2 separate regions of the Sus scrofa genome follow, and region 1 is linked to region 2. The links are chromatin contacts, called in public Hi-C maps. All regions are on one chromosome and are shown on one strand. The core of a region is the stretch at or near the end of the contact, and the rest is flanking DNA. Distances in the headings are between cores, read along the strand shown. Region 1 holds the start of SUSD2 (sushi domain-containing protein 2). Region 2 holds the start of GGT5 (gamma-glutamyltransferase 5).

Region 1 (3,145 bases), core at 93-2,592, 46 kb after region 2:
GAGGGCATTCAGGTAAATGCCTCCTGACATAAAACTTTTCAGGAGGAGCCCTGAGGTGGGACTGACCCTCAGCCACCAAGTCCTAGACCTGAGAGCCTCCTCAGATGGCTGTAGGTGCCTGACCTCTAGATGTGGGCTGGGGACCTCTCTCTACCCCTGAAAAGAATCAGTGCACCGGTGGCCTGGAGAGGGACCCCAGCCTGGCTTGCTTGGTCTGGGGACTGGGGCTGTGGCTACTGAGAATCCCACTGGAAGCCCAGGAGGCCCTATCTCACTCTGCTGGGTGGTGAGGGTCACCAGTTATGGCCTGGAAGGGAGCCCACCCCTCTCTTAGGGGAGAGGAGTGTCAGACCCCACAGAGGTCAGGGGTCTGACCCAGGGGAGAGGGCAGGGCCAGGATAGGGGAGAGGGTGATGGGGGGGTGCTGCGGGGGGTTGGAGGCACTCCTAATCTGGCTCTTCCCTGCCACCCCCTAAAGGGCCAGTCAAGGGCCAGGCCTGGGCCTGAGTCACCACTGCAGCCCACTTCACTCAGTGCAGGGCTTGGCACTCAAGAGCTTCAATAAATATTTATTGACTGAGGATGAGATGGCTTGAGGGATTAGGGGAGGAGGCCAAGGGATGCCGGTAAGTGAGATAAGTGCCAGGAGGGTGTTGGTGCTTCCCTGAGATGGGAGATAGGCTGGGGAGGGGGCTAGGGAGCTGGGGAAAATCAGCTCAGCCCAGCCCAGCGCAGTGGAAGGGCCAGGGTCCTGGCTCAGGAACTGAGTGCAGCTCCGGGAGGCATGGGCCTTACCCTGGACTTTCTGGGGTCCAGCCCACCCTGAGAAGTACCCACAGCCCTACACCTGGCCAGGCAGGGGGCCCAGTGGGGGTGGGGGCTCCTCCATGTATAAACACACCCTCCACAGGCTCGAGGTGTGGGCCGAGGCTCACACGGCCTGGTGCCCTCCCTCCCCCACCGCCTCTGGGCTCCCAGCCAGTTTAGGGTGGGCACGGCCTGGATCCCCCTCCCCACCAACAGCCCCTTGATCCTGGGCTTCTGAGAATTTCTTCTTACCACCCCCGGTAGCGTCAGATGGACCGACAGATGGACAGAGGCTGAGGCCAGGGAGGTTTAGCCTGGGTCTGGCTACAGCAGGCAGACAGACAGAGTGACAGGGGGTCAGAAGGGCAGGGTGAGGGCATACCTGCTGCAGGCCAGGGGCCTGGGCCGGGGGCTGTCGCCAGCAGCAGCAGGGCCCAGAGCAGGAGGGACAGCTGCATTGTGCGGCCTGTGTCTGCAGCCAGCGCAGCAGTGGCTGGGAGGTGGCGGCGCTCCCTCCCCATGGCCTGGCCCCGCCCCGTGCTGCAGCCCCGCCCCGCCCCACCCTGTCCCCTCTCAAAGTCCACAGGTGCCGGATGGGCTAGCAGAGCCCAACCTGCTCCGTTAGCACATTCCTGGCCCTCCAGGCCTGCGACACAGGGGAGGGAGCTGAGCGTCCTGGAGCCGGATGTCCGGAGGCTGCAGCTCAGGCCCTGGACCCCAGCCACTTTCCCCGCCCTCCTCTAGGGGGGCAGGCGGAGCTCCCACAGGGGATGGGATACTGCCTTGGGGGTGAGGCAGGGTTGTCCTTGAAATCCCAGGATTCTAGCGCCACCCCTCCCCCCGCGCCCCGGGGGCCCCAGGCCAGAGGACTCGTACCCCAGCTTCCCTGCAGGTAGCGGTATGCCCAGGTCCTCCCCACAGCCTGGCCAGGTGAGGAAGCAAGTACTTTTGCACTGGGGCCTGCACTGTGTGGGTGCTGGTGGAGGGCGCCCTCCTGGGGAGGGCGGGAGCTGTCAGACATAGCTCTGCAGGGGATCCCCCTTGAGGGAGGAGGGGAAAGCAGAAGAGGGAGGGGCACGGCCCCTGGCTACTTAACCCTGGAGTGGGATGGGGGTGAGATGGGGAGCTGAGCCCAGGATACTGGTTTCCCTTGGAGGGACTCCACTGGGCTCCTAGGAGATTCCATTAGGAAACAGGCTCAGTCAGGCTCCAGCTGTGCCTCTGCCCTGGGCTGGGGACCAGGAAAGGAGCCGCCCAGCGCCACCGCCCAATGCCAGCACCCCTCTCCTTTCACTGCAGAGTTTGCATAATCTCTTGTTCACCTCCCTCCCACTAGTACAGGTGAAGAAACTGAGGCCCAGACAGCAAAGCAGGGAGGGGCGGTGAGGTCTCCCTGGAGATGGTTTCTGCAAGCTCTATAGCAGGTGGGGTGGGAGTGGGGTGGGGAAAGCACAGGCCTGGGACTCAAGTGGGCCCTGCTACCTAGGCTGGGGGTCTGGAGAGGCAGACAGCCCTCTCCCCAGTGGCAGTTTCTCAAGGAGACAGGTTCCTGGACCCCTCAGTGGGGCATGGGCCTAGGTCACTAGGCTGTGACCAGCCTTGGCTGTGGGGGGTCAGCCAGCATTTTGCCCTGGTCACCGCCCCTCAGAGCCGGCTCTCTCACAGATGGCTGGGCTAGTTGGGAACCACAGCTCCCAACTGCATGACTGAGCACCTGGGGTACCCTTCGAACAGGTACCCTGGGTGTGGGCACTGAGGCCTAGCCTGGGGGCTGGTGCTGGGACTCACCTGGGCCTCAGGGCTCAGGAAACGAATGTTCCGGGTGGGTCTGAGGTGTCCTGCGTCCAAGTCAAGAGGGGCTCTAGGCTGATCCCAGGAAGGGGGTGTGAGGGCCTGGGGGAAGGTAGCCATCTTTTCACAGCCTGCACTCTGTTGGTGCCTTAAGAGGGTTGGAAGCAGGAGTGCAGCGTGTGGGCCCTGGGGATCTGCTGGGTAAGTGCTGCCCCCTCAGCCTCTGTAGCCATGAGACGGGCCTGAACCAGGATGGGTTTGGTGCTTCTGGGTTCCCAAAGTGGCTCTGCCAGACCTAGTCTGGGGACCCTGGTGGTGCTCAGCCTCTTGGGCCTTTCTTCCTAGAGGGTCCAGCCCATGAGGGCAGTAATGAGGATCTCTGCCCCCATCCTGGACAAAATGCCGTTCAGGGGAGGCTCCAGCCGTGGGGGTGGTGGCCAAGCCTCACAGCACCGAGAGGCTGGACAGTGTGGAGGGTGGGCTGGACCTCTAGAAACCTATGCTTCCCCACACAAGATGGGCTGGGAGCTGGGACAGCAGGGCTAGC
Region 2 (3,152 bases), core at 635-3,134:
TGCCTTTGTCTTCCCTGCCAGGAGGGTGAGGACCTGCATGTCTGCTCCCTGCTAATCCCCCAGTGCTGGGCACAAAGTCCCAAGCTGTGAATGAATGAATGATTGAATGCAGTGAGAGTGGGGGCTGAGAGGATGTATTCAGATTTGCTGGATTGCAAGGAGACAGGCTGGAGACGGTGGTCAAACGGTCCACTTGAGGCTTAGGGCACAGGAGGGTTGTGGTCAGAGCCATGTCGGAGCTTCCTGAGAGCGGCTCGCACAAGCCTGTGCCCCCTCCCCGCCTCCCCCACCTCCTCAGGCCGGCTCTGGGGTCTCGGCAGGTGGTCCGCAACATGAGCTCCGAGTTCTTTGCTGACCAGCTTCGGGCCCGGATCTCCGATACCACCACTCACCCGGACTCCTACTATGAGCCTGAGTTCTACACACCGGATGACGCGGGCACCGCCCACCTATCTGTGGTCTCGGAGGATGGCAGCGCCGTGTCGGCCACCAGCACCATCAACCTCTAGTAGGGGCTGCTGGGTGGCCTGGGTGGGCCAGGGGCTGTCCGTGTGTCCCAGAAAGGGGGGGGGCGGTGGCTCCACGGTGGCAGAGTACTTGACCCCGCCTCCCCCGGGGAGCATGTTGGAGTCTTGGAGGGCATGTGGTGTGGGAGGGGCCAGGCAAAGCAGGCACAGCTGGTGACCAGCCGGTCGGTAGCTTTGGTTCCAAGGTACGATCCCGGATCAGTGGAATCCTGTTCAACGATGAGATGGACGACTTCAGCTCCCCCAACATCACCAACCAGTTCGGGGTGCGCCCTTCACCAGCCAACTTCATCACACCAGGTGTGGGTGGGGGGCTTGGGTGGGGAAGGGGCTGGTATCCCTGGCAGCAGCTGACCAGCACCTCTGTCCCTTCCCTCTTGCCCCCACCACTGTAGGAAAACAGCCACTCTCATCCATGTGCCCCGTGATCATCGTGGGTGAGGACGGCCAGGTCCGCATGGTGGTGGGTGCCTCGGGGGGCACACAGATCACCACATCTACCGCGCTGGTATGTGCCACCCTCCTGTGCCCCAGCTCCTTGCCCTCTGGGCCATGCTGACCCCACGCCCACACCCCCAGGCCATCATCCACAGCCTGTGGTTTGGCTACGATGTGAAGCGGGCAGTGGAGGAACCCAGGTTGCACAACCAGCTTTTGCCCAACACGACGACGCTGGAGAAGGGCATCGACCAGGTGCGGCAGAGGGCAGGGGACCTGAGTCACAGCAAGGGCCCCCCCGCTGGGAATCCTGAGCATCAGGCATATACGATGGCTAGTATCCTCAGGGCAGGTGACCCTCATGCCTGCTGCGGGGTTACAATGAGGGCTAGGCCACCTGCCCCCTATGAGACTAATAGGCCCAGCTGCCCCCAACTTGCTTCCTGGCCGCTCAGTGGAAAGGGGCACTACCTGGGTCTGCAGAGCACATGCCCTCATGGGCATGGTCTCCCTCCTCCTCCCTCTCCCAGGCAGTGGCTGCAGCCCTGAAGACACGGCACCACTACATCCAGGACGCGTCCACCTTCATTGGTGTGGTACAGGCCATTGTCCGCACACCCAGCGGCTGGGCAGCTGCCTCAGACTCCAGGAAGGGTGGGGAGCCTGCAGGCTACTGAGTGCTCAGGCAGTCAAGGGGGTCTGGCAGCCTGGGGATAAGTGAGCGGCAAAGCAGTGCAATAAATGGGGGCTGCAGCGCCCAGCTCTGGGCAGTCTTGCTGGCTGACTTCAATTCCCTGGGCCTCAGCATCCTGTGTGAAGTGGAGTCACCTGGCGGGGAAGGATGGCTAGATGGGATTTGTTGGTCTTTACACCTTGGGCCCTGGATCCAGCCTCAGCATTTTCACGGTAGCTGGGTGAATGGGTGGGGTGGGAGTTAGGAGTGTAGGGGGTGGGTAGGGGCCCAGGGTGGGTCATGCTCAGCTCTGTTCTTGCTCACCCTGAGCCCCTGGAAGGGCCAGGCCACCCCTTCCCTGGGCTGGGAGCGGCACTTCCCAGTATTGGCCACTGGGGGGCTTGCAGCCCTGGCGTTTCCTCCGCGGATGCTGGGAACCCCGCCACCCAGGGGGTGTCTGGCCTCACCCTAATCACAACACACAAGGCGAAGCTAAGGTCTGAGAGAGTGGGATTGGGCAAGAGGCTGGAGCAAAACATGTTGGTCAGAGCCAGGCCCAGGGGGCTTTCCAAGCAGAAACCCAAAGTGAAACCCAAGCCGTGATCCATTCCAGAAGGAGGTCCTGTTCTCAGGGATCAGAGAATTGGAAGTGGTCCCCAGACCCCCAAGGGTCAGGGCTTGGACTGGAGCCCTGAGGAGGGCGGGTCTGGGGAGAAACAGGGAGATACAGGCCCAGCGTCTTCCACCAGGACCAGCCCCTCCCACCCTTCCTCAGTGCCTCCTAACTCATCCTTTACACACAGTTTTAACACCAGAGGTGAGATGCTGTGAAAGGCTGGTGGAGGCAAGCAGAGGTGAGGGGGGCCCAGTGAGCACCAGTGGGGGCCCCTGAGGGCAGGGGCATGGGGCTAGGGGAGGCCAGGTCTGGGGTCTCCTTCATAAGGCAGGAAATCCTGGTACTTTCAAGGTGCTCACAGGGGAAGGCATGCTGGCCTGCAGAATCCCCCCTAGGTCTGGGCCCTAAGCTCTGGGATCCTTGGGGGATGGGAGGGTGGGGGGGTGGGAGGGGGTTGGCAAGTCTCTCCTCAGTCCTCATTTACATCCCAGAGGAAAGGTGTTGGCCCCTTTGCAAGGAGAAGACAGGCCTGAGGGGCAGGCCTTGCTTCCATTGGAAGTGGGGGCTGGCATGCAAGCAGGGTGCACCCCAGTTTCCTGGGTGCCATGGGGCTCAGCCGAGGCTGCCCTGGGATTTGGCTTCCCCACTCCAGCCCCTCCCCTCCTGGACAACACCAGGGCCCTTCCTGGCTGGACCTCCTGGGCCACATTTCTAGCCAGTCCTGGCCAGCCCAGCACAATGCCTGTTCCTTCCCTGGGCCTTTGGTCCAGCAGATCCCTGCACCCTGGCCTCTGCCTGACCAGGAGGCTTGGGAGGTGGGGGGGATGTCCAACCCTGACCCTGCCTGCCCCCTGTCCCAGCAGCTGGGCTGTCCTCAGCCCAGGAATGTATTTTGGTT

The links. A called contact is a pair of places that touch in the nucleus more often than the background predicts.
Region 1: a Hi-C map of subcutaneous adipose tissue shows a contact between it and region 2, with 1.7 times the contacts expected there. The contact joins the promoter of SUSD2 here to the promoter of GGT5 in region 2. A contact is called at or near these places in 1 of 5 promoter capture datasets (liver), 8 of 47 Hi-C or Micro-C datasets (embryonic fibroblasts, fetal heart ventricle, fetal skeletal muscle and 5 more) and 1 of 2 datasets of contacts at active chromatin or transcription factors (skeletal muscle).

Annotation. Positions count from the first base shown.
Region 1 is chr14:49,682,401-49,685,545 of Sscrofa11.1, forward strand. It overlaps SUSD2 (sushi domain-containing protein 2), which reads right to left and starts at 1,343. Exons shown (of 16, transcript XM_013983126.2): 1 at 1,190-1,343. The coding sequence starts at 1,328.
Region 2 is chr14:49,636,300-49,639,451 of Sscrofa11.1, forward strand. It overlaps GGT5 (gamma-glutamyltransferase 5), which reads left to right and starts at 1,885. Exons shown (of 14, transcript XM_013983128.2): 1 at 1,885-2,492. It overlaps GGT1 (gamma-glutamyltransferase 1), which reads left to right. Exons shown (of 12, transcript NM_214030.1): 8 at 321-508; 9 at 700-827; 10 at 923-1,035; 11 at 1,107-1,220; 12 at 1,496-1,731. The coding sequence ends at 1,642.